Linked DNA regions of Mus musculus: region 1 is linked to region 2. The links are chromatin contacts, called in public Hi-C maps. All regions are on one chromosome and are shown on one strand. The core of a region is the stretch at or near the end of the contact, and the rest is flanking DNA. Distances in the headings are between cores, read along the strand shown. Region 1 overlaps Gm4258 (a long non-coding RNA gene). Region 2 has its middle 190 kb from the start of Gm34244.

Evidence for each region. A called contact is a pair of places that touch in the nucleus more often than the background predicts.
Region 1: a contact with region 2 is called in a Hi-C map of cortical neurons, with 1.6 times the contacts expected there. The contact joins two enhancer-like sites. A contact is called at or near these places in 2 of 15 datasets of contacts at CTCF or cohesin (large pre-B cells and pro-B cells), 4 of 484 Hi-C or Micro-C datasets (cerebral cortex, cortical neurons, myocytes and 1 more) and 17 of 115 datasets of contacts at active chromatin or transcription factors (the 230-238 cell line, DN3 thymocytes, the SCID.adh cell line and 12 more).

Annotation. Positions count from the first base shown.
Region 1 is chr1:137,903,748-137,911,153 of GRCm38.p6, forward strand. It overlaps Gm4258 (a long non-coding RNA gene), which reads left to right. Exons shown (of 3, transcript XR_003948014.1): 2 at 1-7,406. Among named protein-coding and RNA genes, the nearest start is that of Gm4258, 9.0 kb to the left of the region's middle. Within about 2 kb of position 2,049, at least 17 of the 459 cell types and tissues checked have an H3K27ac peak or open chromatin away from gene starts, as enhancers often do. A contact at or near this core is called in cortical neurons, where this site is marked.
Region 2 is chr1:137,542,687-137,550,280 of GRCm38.p6, forward strand. No RefSeq gene overlaps it. Among named protein-coding and RNA genes, the nearest start is that of Gm34244, 190 kb to the left of the region's middle. Within about 2 kb of position 3,170, at least 14 of the 459 cell types and tissues checked have an H3K27ac peak or open chromatin away from gene starts, as enhancers often do. A contact at or near this core is called in cortical neurons, where this site is marked.

The DNA.
Region 1 (7,406 bases), core at 799-3,298, 360 kb after region 2:
TCCAAAAGAATTGTCATTCACTTACACAGCTTTGTTTTTTAAAAAAGTACCTTAAAATAGTAGCATAACAATTGAATTGAGATAGGAAGATAGAATGTCATATTTATTTTCCCCATTCCTTATGTAAATCATTATTATGTCATATGTATACATGATATTTATTAGTATTATCTGCATGCATTTTCAATTTTATGGAAATATTAATTATCAAGATTTTTTGATATATTGTAAATGAATGATAAGAAATGAAAAATATTTTCCTTGATGTTTATTCATACTTTTTCTAACAATAATACTGGAAATAGAAGATGAGATATGTATGTATATATGTATATACATATGTATATACATAATATATAGTTCAATGAAGTTAGTTATATATGCTTTGAAAGTGGGTATCTACTTTGGTAGGCACCCATAATTTTTTTGTTGTTGTCAAGCTCATTTTAGGGATGTTGTGGTGCTAAGGCTTGAACCCAAGGCCTAACGTGTGCTAAGCACAGATTTGACCACTGAGCTATACTCAGACGCTCTTTTGGATAAATTCTTGACTCAAATCATTATCTTTATATTCATTTTTACAGTTAAAAGTACTATGTTCTAAGTATGTTTTTGGAATGGCAAACTGTGAGATACTGACATTATTTTGACATAAAATCTTAGAAGAAAAGTTGAACTCGTGGTGCACATTTTAAAAGCAGACAGAAATTAAGAAAGTAAATATCAATTATTGGTGCCACTGGAAAATCCTATAGAGGCTTTATAGCAGTGCAGGCCCTGGATTCAAGGTTATACTCATTATTTGGGATGGGGGACAGCCTAGTATGTAACAAATATATTGACAAATATAGAGATTGACAAATAAAGAGATGCTTTGTCATGAGCTACGTTCATGCAAATGTTTGAAAATTTATACATCTTAGGAATGGTAACGTTCATTAGGATTTTTGTGTCAAAATTATACAAATATCAAGATGGACTGCTAGAATTTACAGTTCTGAAAGTTGTGGTCTAAGCCACTAGTACATGAAGTCAATTTTTTACAAACTTTGGGAAAATTAAAGTTCGGATAGCTTACTGTAACTCTCTGTGAGTCAAACTTGTACTTCCATACATGAGACCGAGGACTGTCATCATGTCTTTAAGCATGTGAGCTATTCTCATATTAAATATTTTTCTTATTGACTTAAAATTGGAAAAGCCAATTACAAATATGAGTTCACTGCTCCAATTTGCCCAATTCTGCCTTACCCTGTGTGACTATGTTTAAAATCTTACGAGATCAAAACTATGACCTAACAATAGAAATGAGAGTAAAGTGCCATCTAATGTTTTACTTTATAACTAGCTACAGCTTATCTTTACCATCAGAACCACGGAGTTGATTTAATCATGAATCAGAGCCAGGCTATAGAAAATAATGGAGAATGGGATCACGGGGATTATTAAATTAAATTGGGATTGAAATTCTTCATCATTCATACTAAATAATCAAGAAACAGTTTTAAATAAGGGTGATAGTTCTCAGCTACTTCTATTTTCCTCTTTTCTGTAGTACCATTGGCTACTAAGCAGGTCTTGATTCTGTGAGGGTCAAGGCCGATTAAAAGTATTTAATGCAACAATAACGCCACATCTCATTAAGCTAAGTGAGTGTTAGTAGTTTTCATTTTTGCAAGTTTGTGGTTGAGATTCCCATTCTGATTTTGCTTCATGAATCCTAATTTTCATTTTGGTTAAAAAAAAAAAAGTCCAGGAAAAATTATGGACAGTTACGGAATCTTTGCAGCTGTACAAAATGTCTGCCCTCACGGTGTCCCTTTCCTGTCCTGTGAAACGTAGCAATGACTCTGTGATTGAGATCCAGTGGAAACCCAGGTCCCCCTTCAGCTCTCCCTGGACACTGTTTGTACTGGTTTTCTTGCTTAGGAGCCTTCTCCAGCTTAATCTTTCCTGTACAGTAGACGCCTCCCATCCAGTATGCTGTGCACCCAGCCATTAGTGCTCACTGACAGTTAGCCTCATCTTTCATTGAGAGGCTTATGGATCATACCCATACCAGTCCGCTCTTGTGTTTTCTAATTTTATATCCTTAGCTGTAAAGGAAGTGGTGCTATACGAATAGATGGGAGGATAAATATAGGGGCTCATGCAGATGTCTCTGGCATTCTGAAAATCTGCAATGTCGTAAATAACAAGCCACTGAATTTGCCTCAGCTTCTCTCACATCTAGCTCCTGCAGTGAGCCCACCTCCAAATGGAAGGCTTCTCTCAGTTACTAAGCTCAAGGTGGATGCCCAGTTTATTCTGTGTTCTCCCTTTGACCAACTATATTTCCTGGAGGAAAAGCATTGTTTAAAAGAAAATAAAGGTTAAAGGAGAGATAATAAAGCATGCAGCCATGAGATTAAGCCAATAAAATTATCAGGACAGACTGTGTCACCTAACCTGAAGTTAGAAGAGTCTCCAAATTTAGACATTTTCAGCACTCATATGCACATATAGAAACTCATATGCAAATTTAACTTCTTTGTGATAGTAAGTGGAAGAAAGGCAATTCCTTTTAAGGTTTTGTTTTTTTGTTTTTGTTTTTTCAAAATAAAGTTACATTTTTTTATATTTCTTATTTTTTATTAGATATTTTGTTTATTTACATTTCAATGCTATCCCCCTTTCTAGTTTCCCCTCTGAAAATCCCCTATCCCCTCCCCCTGCTCCCCAACCCACCCACTCCCACTTCCTGGCCCTGGCATTTCCCTATACTGGGCATAGAACCTTCATAGGACCAAGGGCTTCTCTCATTGATGACCTACTAGGCCATCCTCTAAGTGTCCATTTAAGTCTACCACAGTGGACTATGCATGAAAGACACACTTTTTTGCTGACTGTGAAGTTTGATCGTCTTGATCCATTAGTCATTCATCAGAATGTTATTCAAAACGTCTTAGGCAAATAGGAATCCCTCAGCCAGCACTCTGCCTTGGAAACACTCAAGGCACCTCTTGTCCTGGAAAGGGTTACAGATGTAAGCTAACGTGGCATTCATTGGTTAATAGGGGGATGCAAAGGGTTAAATTTTTAAATCTTTGCAAAGGGGTGGGGGGAGTCTCTAGAAGATAAAAACAAAAAACCAACCAACCAACCAAACAAACAAACAAACAAACAAACAAAACCCTAAACTAAAACCCGAGGCTAAGCTGCCAGTGATTTGGTGGTATTTATGGATTATACTCCATGTTGAAAAGAGAAAAATCAGATGTAAGATGACGCTGCAGGGGGCGTCTGGACTTTTCACTAAGTCTGAAGTCTGTTTAGTCGATGCTTATTAAGGCTTGGCTTTGACCTTTGCCCCCTTCACTCCTCTTTGTTCCAGGTGCAACATTTGTGCAAGTGCTTGAACATTATGGGTCACTCTGAGCAAACTTCCAGTCCTGAATGAGCAAAATATGCTGAATGTTAAAAAATACACAGTCGTTATGGGAACATTTTCCAAAGCTCTATAAACTTAGACACACTTCCTTTGTAGTTTATAAGCAGTGAGTATGGCCGTTCTTTAAGGTATAACTGAATCTAAAACACATTACTACAACCTGAATCTAAAACACATTACTACAGTATAATTGTAATATGTTTGTGAGGATATCTAAAATAGCTATTTCTACCCAAACCACATCTCTTGGTAGGAAGTATAGATATTTTTGTTTAGGTATTTCTTTGAAACATATACATGCTCTAAACATACTTTTACATTGCCTACTCTTAAAAGATTAATTTTATTTTATAACATGGAACTAAAGGATATATATATATATATATATATATATATATATATATATATATATATATCCCAAACAATAGCATTTTGGAAAACTTTTAGCTATGAGAGTTTTATAAATTATAGTTATGTGCTTATGTCATATTTGATAAGTGTCGATAATTTAAGAGAAACAGACAGATTTACGCGTCTAAAATCTAATGATTAATTGCCTGGATGAAACATGAGATGGCTCCAAACTCAAACATAAAACAAAGAAAGTTAGGTAGGTATTAAAAACTATATTTAAAAGATTTAGAATGTATTTTATTTTTTTGAAAAAAACAGTCTTTACTTAGCAGGCAGCATTCTACATGATCTAAGTTCACTTACTTTAAATGTATTTTTGAAGTTTAAACAAAATTAAATCTCTAATTTTTGACTAAAAACGACTTTAAAATTTCATTGGTGTAGTCATATACAAATCTTCCTTATGGCTAGAAAAATATAGAGCAGACTTCATTTTAATTTTAAACTATTTCAAACTACACAGGAAATTCATGGCAAAATAATATTTAGATTTATGTTCCTACTTCAAAGATTTACAAATTTTAGTATGTTGTTTTATTTATTCCAAACAATTAAGGGGGGAAACACACAGATTTTCCTCTGACTGCAGAATAGAGTCCTGTCCTCTAGTTGGTTGCACATCTTTCATATCTGCATTATCATAGTTTAGTCCATTATATGTCAGAAGCTGTTAAAAAATGAGACATCACATGTAAAATTCCTAGTTAGCCCACTTAAAATTCATCTTAAAATCAAAGAGGGGGGAATGATTGCGATGCATTCTTCCTTTATGTATAGAATTTGGTAACTATTGTGGTAAGATATTGAAAGAGTTTTCTTCTGGTCTCCACTAACTTGGATGGCAGATACTGAGAAAGCCTACATCTTTCTTCTCTTTCTGTGGAGCCTGTGCAAGTCAATACTTTATACTGTGTCTTCATGTTGCCTAAGGTGTGGGTAACAAGGCTATGACATCATGTTTTAGCATCCTGTTTACCACATTCCCCTGCTTTTATAAAGGACCATTTATTAGAGTCATCTCCTTGCATCAACGGACTCACCTTCCACACTCCACAAGCCGTTTGTAATGATGCTTTATTTTAAAATACTCTGACAAACTCTTAGAACTATACTCAGCTTGGTATTTGAAGGAAATTCAGTAAATACTGCCATGGAAAGGAATACTAACATTTGCATTATATTTTGGTTTCTTCTTTTTGAGTTACGTGCTGACCTTTAAGAGAAGAAATGAATGCATTTCTGAAAATTTTTCCCATTTGTATGTGTTATCAGAGATTTGCATTAACCGTATGGTGGTACTTTCTGACACAGACTTGTCAGGGATCTTTCTGCACCTAGCCATTAGAGCATAAACCTGCGTCATCACTTAATGTCTTCTCTTATACAAAATCTAAGGAGAACATTAATACACATAGGGAAGATGAATTGGTTTCTTTTGTAGATTCCCTAGTAAATAAACTACATGGGAAAAAGTACATGAGGACATATCTGTAGTAATTTACAACTTAAGCCCAAAAATCTTAACACTTATATGGAACAGACATATAACTGAGGTACCTGGCTCAGATACTTAAGGTGGGTGTTTGTGCAGACTGTATTTGGTGTCCATTTATAAACTGCATGTTATCACAACATTGGGTAATTAGTATCCAGTAATAAATTTTGACTCAAGACAATGGCCTCACATGACCCAGAGAAGAAAATGAGGCATATGAAAGGCTCCATTCTTTTCTATCTTCTATTCTATTCAGGGTTTATCACAAGCTTATAATCACTGATTTTATTTATGCGAGATGTGCAGGATAATACAGTGTTTCTTTTAAAAGCATATTATTGATGCACAACAAATCTTAGATTATTTTAGGTACATTTTATAGATAAAACCATTTAGTCAAACATCACTTTTTTATTATACAGTACATTAAAAAGTATAGACATCGGCTCTCATCTTATTTTATCCTAAGACTTACAAATGTATGTGCTATCATTTCAATGAGGTTTTTCTTTTGTTTGTTATCTTTGGCTACTCATATTCATTAGCTACCAGTACTCTTCCACTGCAGATAATTACATAGTCAGTGTCACACACACACACACACCCTGGTTAATTCATTAACAGTTTTTCAGAATCCTCATGTCTGGTTCTCATTATGCTTATTCAACAACTAAGAAACACCTTGGTTAAGGACCACGAAAGGTTGTTTCTTTGGAAATGCTGACTCTCTATGGACCTGGATGGTGTAGTGATTCCCTATGGACCTCTTGTTTCCTATCAGTGAATGACAACGACTGAGCTAGATCTCCAAGATGTTTACAAATCTCTAGGCTAGTACAGTTAGACCTCTCACTGTCTGATGACTTCCCAGCTCTCAAAATAATCTATATGTTATACAAATATTCTATCCTTTTTAAATACAGACTCACATTTATATAATATTGTCTGCTTTCATTTATTTTGCTCTTAAACATGTCACTGGACTGTAGGTGTCTTCTGGGGAGCATCTTTCCTTGACCCTACTGCTTTCCTGAGAATGTGTGTCATCTGTGAAAATATCTATTTTGTTGATGAAGTGATGAAAACTTGTCACTCACAGGTAAAGATTCTGTTGAGAAGGAATCCCTCTCCAGAACTCTCTGATCATCTGGGAATACTCAGTAGCATTGCAGGGAGGGACAGTGCTTAACTGCTATCATTGGGAAGTCATGGTTTGACCCAGGGCTTCCCAGGTGCTGAATTACATGGTAATAGGAAGAATCAAATAATGAATATTTTCTCAATGTATTATGAAATGTACGAGGTTTTAATTTTGGCACTGGCACTATTTTTATTATAGGGAAGCTAGTCCTTGAGTGAATGATGAGAACTTTGCCAAGTTTTTACTGTGAATTTTTGCAAATGGGAACTTGCTCAAATTCCTTGTTTGTGAGCAGCTTGCCTTGTAAAGTCTGTTAGTTCAGACTATGTGTGAGGTCACCCAACTTAACAGCAGTAATGGACAAAATGACCACGGAGATTTGAACTTAGAGTTTCAGGTGTCAGACATAGAAATAGTTTCAGAATCAGGACCGCAGCATGAGTAATGGGAGCTCATGGAGAAAAATATTATACCAAGTGATTTCAATAGTGATTTTCATATTCATTTCAGTAGTCCTCAAGACATAAAAGCTTTAACTGTGTTGAAATTATTTTTCTAGTGCGGTCCATATAAAAGATTTAATTTGTTCCTTTAAGACATGATAATCAAACAACCACTCAAAACATGCCATGAATCTGACAGCCACAAATGTCTTACAATCTATTTGCGTGCCCAAACTATCTCTGCTTCTAAAGTAGTCGACAAACATAGAAAAGATGCAAATTGAATGGCTTTTGTAAAAACTCAGATGCACATGAGACATCGTCAATGGTTACATTTGGGCTGGCATCCCATTACTTCTGTCACTTTTGAGTGTATAGGTCTTAATCCTCTTACAAGACATTTGTAAATGGGATGTTAAGCTAAAGAAAGAACCAAATTGGACTAGAAACTGCCAATGCCTATTAAAGTGTGCATAAAATGCA
Region 2 (7,594 bases), core at 1,920-4,419:
AGGGCTTGGTCTGTGAAGAGTCGTCTAACCTTACCACCATGGAAGTCCTGTCCTGTCTTAGCACTGTTTCTGCTCTAGAAACAGAACTTGGTTGCAGAAAACTAGAAACATTTCATCACAAGGAGATCATTCTCTTGACTATATATGGTCATGGTTTAAAGGCAATTTTTCTTCCCCTGCTGGGGAATCTAAAGGTGATGGGACTTAGAGAAATATTTCTGAATCGTGTATCAATCAGTCACCTTCTGGTGAAGAGTAAATTCTTGAAGGGGAGGAGTGGAGGCCAGCTCAGTCTAGCAGAACTCATACCTAGAAGGTTCGGTGATGAATTGTGTAGCCACATTTTGATTGGCCCCTGTGCTCTGCAAATGGCTTCGATCATATTCAGAAACAGGTTCTGCCTCAGCTCTTGTTATCAGCATAATTAAAGAAATAATTTCTTCTTTGTATCAAATATTTCTGCAGATGATTGAGCAGAACAAAGTAGTTGAAACAGAATAAGGAGAGTCAAGGCCTCCTGTGTATAAGCTCTTTATGAGGATTATGAAGAGTGAACTTGCTTGTAGGTCAAACACCATGATGAACCTGGAACATAATGTAGTTTTGGTCCACAAAAATTTACATTTTCTTCTCTTTGACCAGGTATATTCCTTAGTCTCCTTAAGCTGTGGTCCTTTCTGACTGCTAGCTCTTTGAGGTCCATATGTGTCAGAAATTTTAGAGAACAGAACCTAAATAAATGTTGATTTTATGTCTAGTTTTCTAGAGGGTACAAGAAGGCTGCTTTATGTTGATTTACTCCAGAGTTCATCTGGTGGCAAAAAAGAATAAAACGGCAAACTAAGTACTGAGCATCATGATCACAAACATCTTATATGTTTAATAAAAAGGGAGACACGGATGATACGAGACCTATACTGTGAACTGGGACTTTCAACTCCACGATCTTATTGTAAGCCAACCTAAGATCTACAATAGATCTTAAGTTTGGCTTTTGACCACATCGATAAAAAAGACTACCTACTGCCCTGCTTCTATGTCTCTGTTTTATTCTTAGGTTATATGTGTGAAAGATAATATTTCATTCAAAGAAAATTTAGGCTAAAAGGAAAAGAGGAGAGCTTCACAGCTAGGAATTATAGGTTGACAGACCCTTCCTTGTTCTGGAGAAAGTAGGCTATGTATCCAAATTTTAGAAATGTTAGCTTCTCTTATTTAGCTGCTCAAAAATAAGAGTCGGCAGCTGACTTGAGAAGCATAGTGTTTTAGTGTTGATGTTAGTTTAGAGTCCATCAGCTTATCTCAAGTGTGGGTGGAGAAAAGTGGTGTTTATTTTTAAATCGAATATGACTGGAAAGTAAATATTGCAGAGGCTGTGGCTTTGAGCCTCATATACACCCATGAATACATTCCAGAAGTGTTGGGCGGGGCAGGTGTTCTACTAGCTAGGAGAATATTTTATTTAATACTAATTAAATTGCTAAAGCAATTAGGCAGAGGTATAAAAACCTAAGAAATAGTGACCTGCCCAAATATCTGGGGAAGGGGAGCCGGAAGTTGTGAGGAGTCAGAGGGTAGAGGGATGATATTGGTGCTGAGGTGGCAGATAAAATGTGCCATTACCCATACAGCAGCTCATTCACAGATAAGACATTAGGATGCTTCAGCACCTAATAGTGACATGTCCTGTGTGCATGAGCAGACTTCATGTATAGGATCTCACTAAGACCTCCTGGCATTCCAATGCAATAGCTGTCCATGTCACTGCTCTCATTTTGCAGAGAGGAATGATCAGATTAAACCAGCTCTCAAGCTATGGGTCACGACCCCTTTGGGGGTTGCACATCAGATATGCTGCATATCATATTTTTACATCATGATTAATAACAGTAGCAAAATTACAGTTATGAAGTAGCAATGAAAATAATTTTATGGTTGGGTGTAACCACAACATGAGGGACTGTATTAAAAAGATAACATTAGGATGGTTGAGAACCATTGGACTCTTTCCTGACTCAATATTTTTTTTAAGAGGAGGGCCACCAGAGATTTATCTCTCTTTCTTTAGCTTTTAAAGATGTATTTATTTAAAATGTATGAATTTTTACCTACATATGCATACCGCATGGGTGACTGGTGTCTGAGTAGTCCACCTCACCTACAGTTGTAGTTGGATGTGAGCCCCCATGAGCCCTCAGCCTGAGTTGCAAGTGCTTTTAACTACCCATCTGTCACTCCAGTCCTGGGACTGAACAATCCCTCCTCCCCTTTGCCTTTAAGGGTGCTCCTCCACCCACTCACCCATTCCCACTTCACTGCTCTAGCTTCCCCCAATGCTGGGACATCAAAACTCCACAGTATCAAGGGCCTCCCCTCCCATTAATGCCAGATACGGTTATCCTCTACTACATATATATCTGGAACCATGGATCCATCCATGTGTACTCTTTGGTTGATGGTTTAGTCCCTAAGAGCTCTAGGTGGCCTGGTTAGTTGATATTGTTCTTCCTATGTGGTTGCAATCCCCTTCAGCTCCTTCAGTCCCTCCCCTAGCTCTTCCATTGGGGTCTAAAGGCTCAGCCTGATAATTACAGTAGAGCACAGTCTTCCGTGGCTCTCCCTCCTTACCTATCTCTGTCTTCATGTGCTACATCTCGCTTCTTGGCATCACACAAAAGGACACAAAAGGGTCTATCACTCAGAGGGTTAGAAGCTAATGTCACCCCAGATCCTGGTTCTCAGCTGTCCTTGATTTGTTTTACTCTACGTAGCTCGCATTACCTGGTTTCTGTCTATGTCAGAACTGTGAGAGAGGTTAAGCAGGACACATCTGAATAGTGTGTTGGGCTTTCGTAGATGATAGAAAATCAACTAGTCATAACACCATGTAAAACGAGAAGGCTTTAGTTCTTTTTTTTTTCCTGTTAATTCTTGTAACCTTTTCCCAACATATGCTGAAATGCCATGAGATCCAAAGCAAGTACTTACACCTGTAATCACATTGATTTCATGTCTTGCTGAGGATTCAATAGAGAAAGAAGCTTTTTCTGAGGTGGCTAATAAGCTCCTGGCAACATTGTCTTTAGATCAATGGAAAATATGCATAGGGACAATACATGCTTAAATTTCCTCCCCAATATGCTGTTGGAAAATCCCTTTGGTTTTCTTATTGGAAGAAGGTGCAGTTGCCTTGACAACCAGCTTCTGAACAGACTGCCTCTGCCTCCTTGTTCTACAGCTTGCTGTAAAAGTCAAAGTGTGATATTCTTACAAGATGCACATAAATTTACTAAGGAAGGGATTTCCAATTTGCATATGGTAGCTGTCAGATGCTAGAGAGACATCAGTAATTTATCAAAGGAGGACTGTAAACCCCCTCAAATGTACAATTATTCCTTTCTAAAAATGATCATCATTGTTTGTGAACTTCAAAGCAGGTCACTCCAGACTTACAGTGAGGATTCTCTAAGGACAGTAGCACTGGGAAACTATAGCCCCTTTGTGACAGTTCTCTCGTCAGTTACCAGGAGAAGTTTCAAATTGTTCAAGTTGGTTATGAGCATCCATGCGAATTCTTCCCGCTACACTTGCCTTTCCAGAATAGCCTTTCTACCTCAGGGAACGTCTGTGCAGTGAGGGGGAAAGGGAAGTAAATGGGATTGAGTTTGGCAGAGCTTTTCAAATAACTTGTTCAATTTCCTGAAATAGTGGGAAATCTGTCTAGCCTGTAGCCCTTGTCTGGAAGCACCCCATTCAACTTCCTTTGAGGACATGAGACTATGCATACTCTCCCCGCCCCCCATAGACACACTGCATGCTTATCCATATTCTCGAGAATGGCCTTTAAAACCTAATTTTTACACATATTTGGGACTTCATTTTGCCTTCAAATGTACAGTTCCTGGCAGTGTCATGAGTACACCACGATTAGCTGTGATCAAGGCTCTGCATTTAAATTCTTACCTGTAGATGGTTCGCTACATTTTTCCAGGAGAGTTTTAAATCTTAAATGAGTCTGCAGGGCACACACATGCTGCCAGCTGCCATCACTCACCTTGAGGCCTGACTCTGCCATCCCTGTCCCCCCTCACTGACAGCACAGCTTGCCCCCTGTATCCCTCACAGCACCTAACCTCTGTACTTGTTCCAAGTGTCTCTCATCAATTGCTTAGGTCAGATCAGTTTGTGCTGATTTAGCCAACCTGTTTCCCTTTACCAGTTTTCTTTTTTTTAAAATTTTTTTTATTACATATTTTCCTCAATTACATTTCCAATGCTATCCCAAAAGCCTCCCACACCCCCACCTCCCCTACCCACCCATTCCCATTTTTTGGCCCTGGCGTTCCCCTGTACTGGGGCATATAAAGTTTGCCTGTCCAGTGGGCCTCTCTTTCCAGTGATGGCCGACTAGGCCATTATTTGATACATATGCAGCTAGAGACAAGAGCTCCGGGGTACTGGTTAGTTCATAATGTTGTTGTACCTATAGGGTTGCAGATCCCTTTAGCTCCTTGGGTACTTTCTCTAGCTCCTCCATTGGGGGCCCTGTGATCCATCCAATAGTTGACTGTGAGCATCCACTTCTGTGTTTGTTAGGCCCTGGCCTAGTCTCACAAGAGACGGCTATATCACGGTCCTTGCACCAAATGCTTGCTAGTGTATGCAATGGTGTCATCATTTGGAGGCTAATTATGGGATGGATCCCTGGATATGGCAGTCTCTTGATTTTACCAGTTTTCTTATGTGGCTCTTGTTTTTGGAGATCATCTCTAAGCTTCTTATATTGGGCTCATGCAGGGACTAGACCACTGACCAAGGAGGGTACAGGGAGGGATCCATGGCTCCAGATACATATGAAGCAGAGGATGGCCTTGTCTGAGGGAGGGGAGGCCCTTTGTCCTGTGGAGGTTTGATGACCCAGTATAGGGGGATGCTGGAACAGTGGGACAGGGGTGGGTGGGTAGGTGATGGAGAACTCTCATACAGGCAAATGGGAGGGGGCAGAGGGTAGATGGCATGGGGGTGTTGTGGAGGGGTAACCAGGAAGGGGGATATCATTTGAGATGTAATTATTGGAATGGGATGGAATAATTAATAAAAATAATTAATAAAAAAGATCTTTCTACCTTGGACTCCCAAGTAGCTGGGAATATACGTATATACCACTAAAGCTGGCTTCTGTTACATACTTAATTAACTAAACTTGTACTTGGTTAATCTATCAGACTAATACATACTACTTTATATAAATATGCTGAAGCCAGACAGGAAGAAACTATAAATATGTTAGAATTTTGAGAAGACAGTTCAGAGTTCCCATCTGAGGTTAGCTAGTATTTATAATTCCTTGGCAAGCTTCAATGAACACTTGATTGTGAAATCAATTGAATGCAAAGCGTGCTTCTTATTTTTCCTAAAATGATGTTCATTTGATCCATCTCTTCAGTTACTGAGTGCAGGTAGTTCTAGCAGACTGATGGCCCTTATCAGGACATCCTTCAGGTCCTTCCAGCCATGAAGTTCACTTGTGATGTACAATGCACCATCAAGTTCTAAGGCCAGTGGAAGCCATAAGCTCACTCCTGGGACTAGAAGACCAAGGCCATGCTTTACAAAATCAGTTGTTAGAATCATGCAAGTACTCTGAGAATTGATTTTCTGAATGAACAGATTGTTGCCATGTTTATTAGAGATTATTAGACACAGGAGGTGCACACAGAGGCATACATACTGATCTTCAGAATGTTAGTTTCTTAGTTGTATATATTGTTTTTCTTGTCTCACAATCCCACATATTTTTTTTTGAAAATGTCACCACCAATTTATTCAAGGAGAAAAAGAATTGATTTACATCTTGTTTGCAATATTTAATGAAACTCTCTCTTCCTGGAAACTATTTCTTCAAACCACATCACACTTCCCTACTAACTGAGCAGTCATCTGGTCGAGCCTCATTGCCAGGGAACAGCTCACAGACACGTGACAGAAGATGCTAAGTAGGCTTTACCTCAGCTCCTAACTGCCTCATCAGTTGCTTCTTGGGACTCAAGGAAGAAAAGTGTCACCTCTGCCTGAGTGACAGATTCAGTGAGCTTCAGAATCCCATGACCTTGAGGATCAAATTCACAGATGTTCTTTTCATGGTAAGCTCTTCAGAATCTAACTTCCTCCAGATGTTTCTAGGATTCTCTTATGGAGAAAGGTCCTTTCGCTCTTTCCATTACTGAGAATGGACACCGCCCTCCCACTGATATGTAACTCATTTACCTGTTCCAGGTTTAGAGGAGAGGCAGGCCAGAGCCAGGGAAAGCTTTCCCTGTGAAAAAGGTTTTTAGTCTCATCTCTGTCTCCTTCATTGGAGTTTAGCAGATATGGGAGAGCAGACGGGTCTTTCAGTTGTGGACATGCACAGATTGCCAACAGAGATCTACCTGATGAAACATACGGGCTGACCTGACTACAATCAATGATGCACTGGACATTGTGGATTGCATCCCATGCTTTGCTCCATCAACTCATATTCTCATTGTAAATTCAAAAGGTGATGAAAAATGAGTTCAGAACCCTCTTAAATTTCCAATGCTTCACATTTCCCAAAGGAACAGGCTTCATGCACCCTGACGTTTTCATCCCTACAGAATTTCTTAAGTGTCTACCCAAACACACTTCAGAGAACTAGAAGAAAACAATCTTGCATTCATATGGAAACAAAGGACCCCTAATAGCCAAAGGTAATCCCAAGCAGTAAGAGAAATGCAGGACATGTCATGGTACCCAGGGTTAAATCACACTGTAGCCATAGTAACAAACTCTACAAGTTACAGCAATACAGATGGAAGGACTGGAAGAGATGACCAAGAAAGCAACTCATATCATCATAGCCAGCTAAGTTTAAGGTTTCAAAACTATTCATTGGAGTGTATGTCAGAGAAGATAGCATGTTTTAAACAAGTGGTACTGGGGAAACTGGGCATTTCCAAAGACTGAAAATTTAGCCAAATATCCTACTGTTACAATTTCAATATGAAATGTCTCTCATTGGCTCATATATTGGAACACTTACTCCCCAGCTGCAGGGGTGGAGGGAGCCTTTGGGAGATGGAGCCTTGATGGAGGAAGTCTGTCACTAGGGATGAGCATCAAGGGCTCATAACAGGGTCCCATTTCCTGTTCTCCATTCTTGAGTATATAGGCAATGTGATCTAGCCGCTTCCTCATTCTGCCATTGTGGTTTTCTTGCTTGTTCCCATGTCTTCTCTGCTGTGATAGATTTTTTTCCATTAAGTCAAAATGCATCCCTTTCCCCTAAGCTCTGTTGTCACAGTATTTTATCACAGCCCACAGAATAGAAGCTGCACCTTGCACAAATATAAATTCAAATGAATAAAAGGCTTCAGGGTTAGACTTGAAGCTTTGGCATTGATACAAGAAAACATAACAACAACAACAAGAAAACTCCATCAAGATCTAGGCATAGATTTTCTGAACAATCCTCTAATAACTAAGAAAATAAGTGCAAAATTCAATGAACAGGATTGCATAATATTTCAGATTCTGCACAGCAAAAGAAACAATTAACAGAGTGAAAAGACGG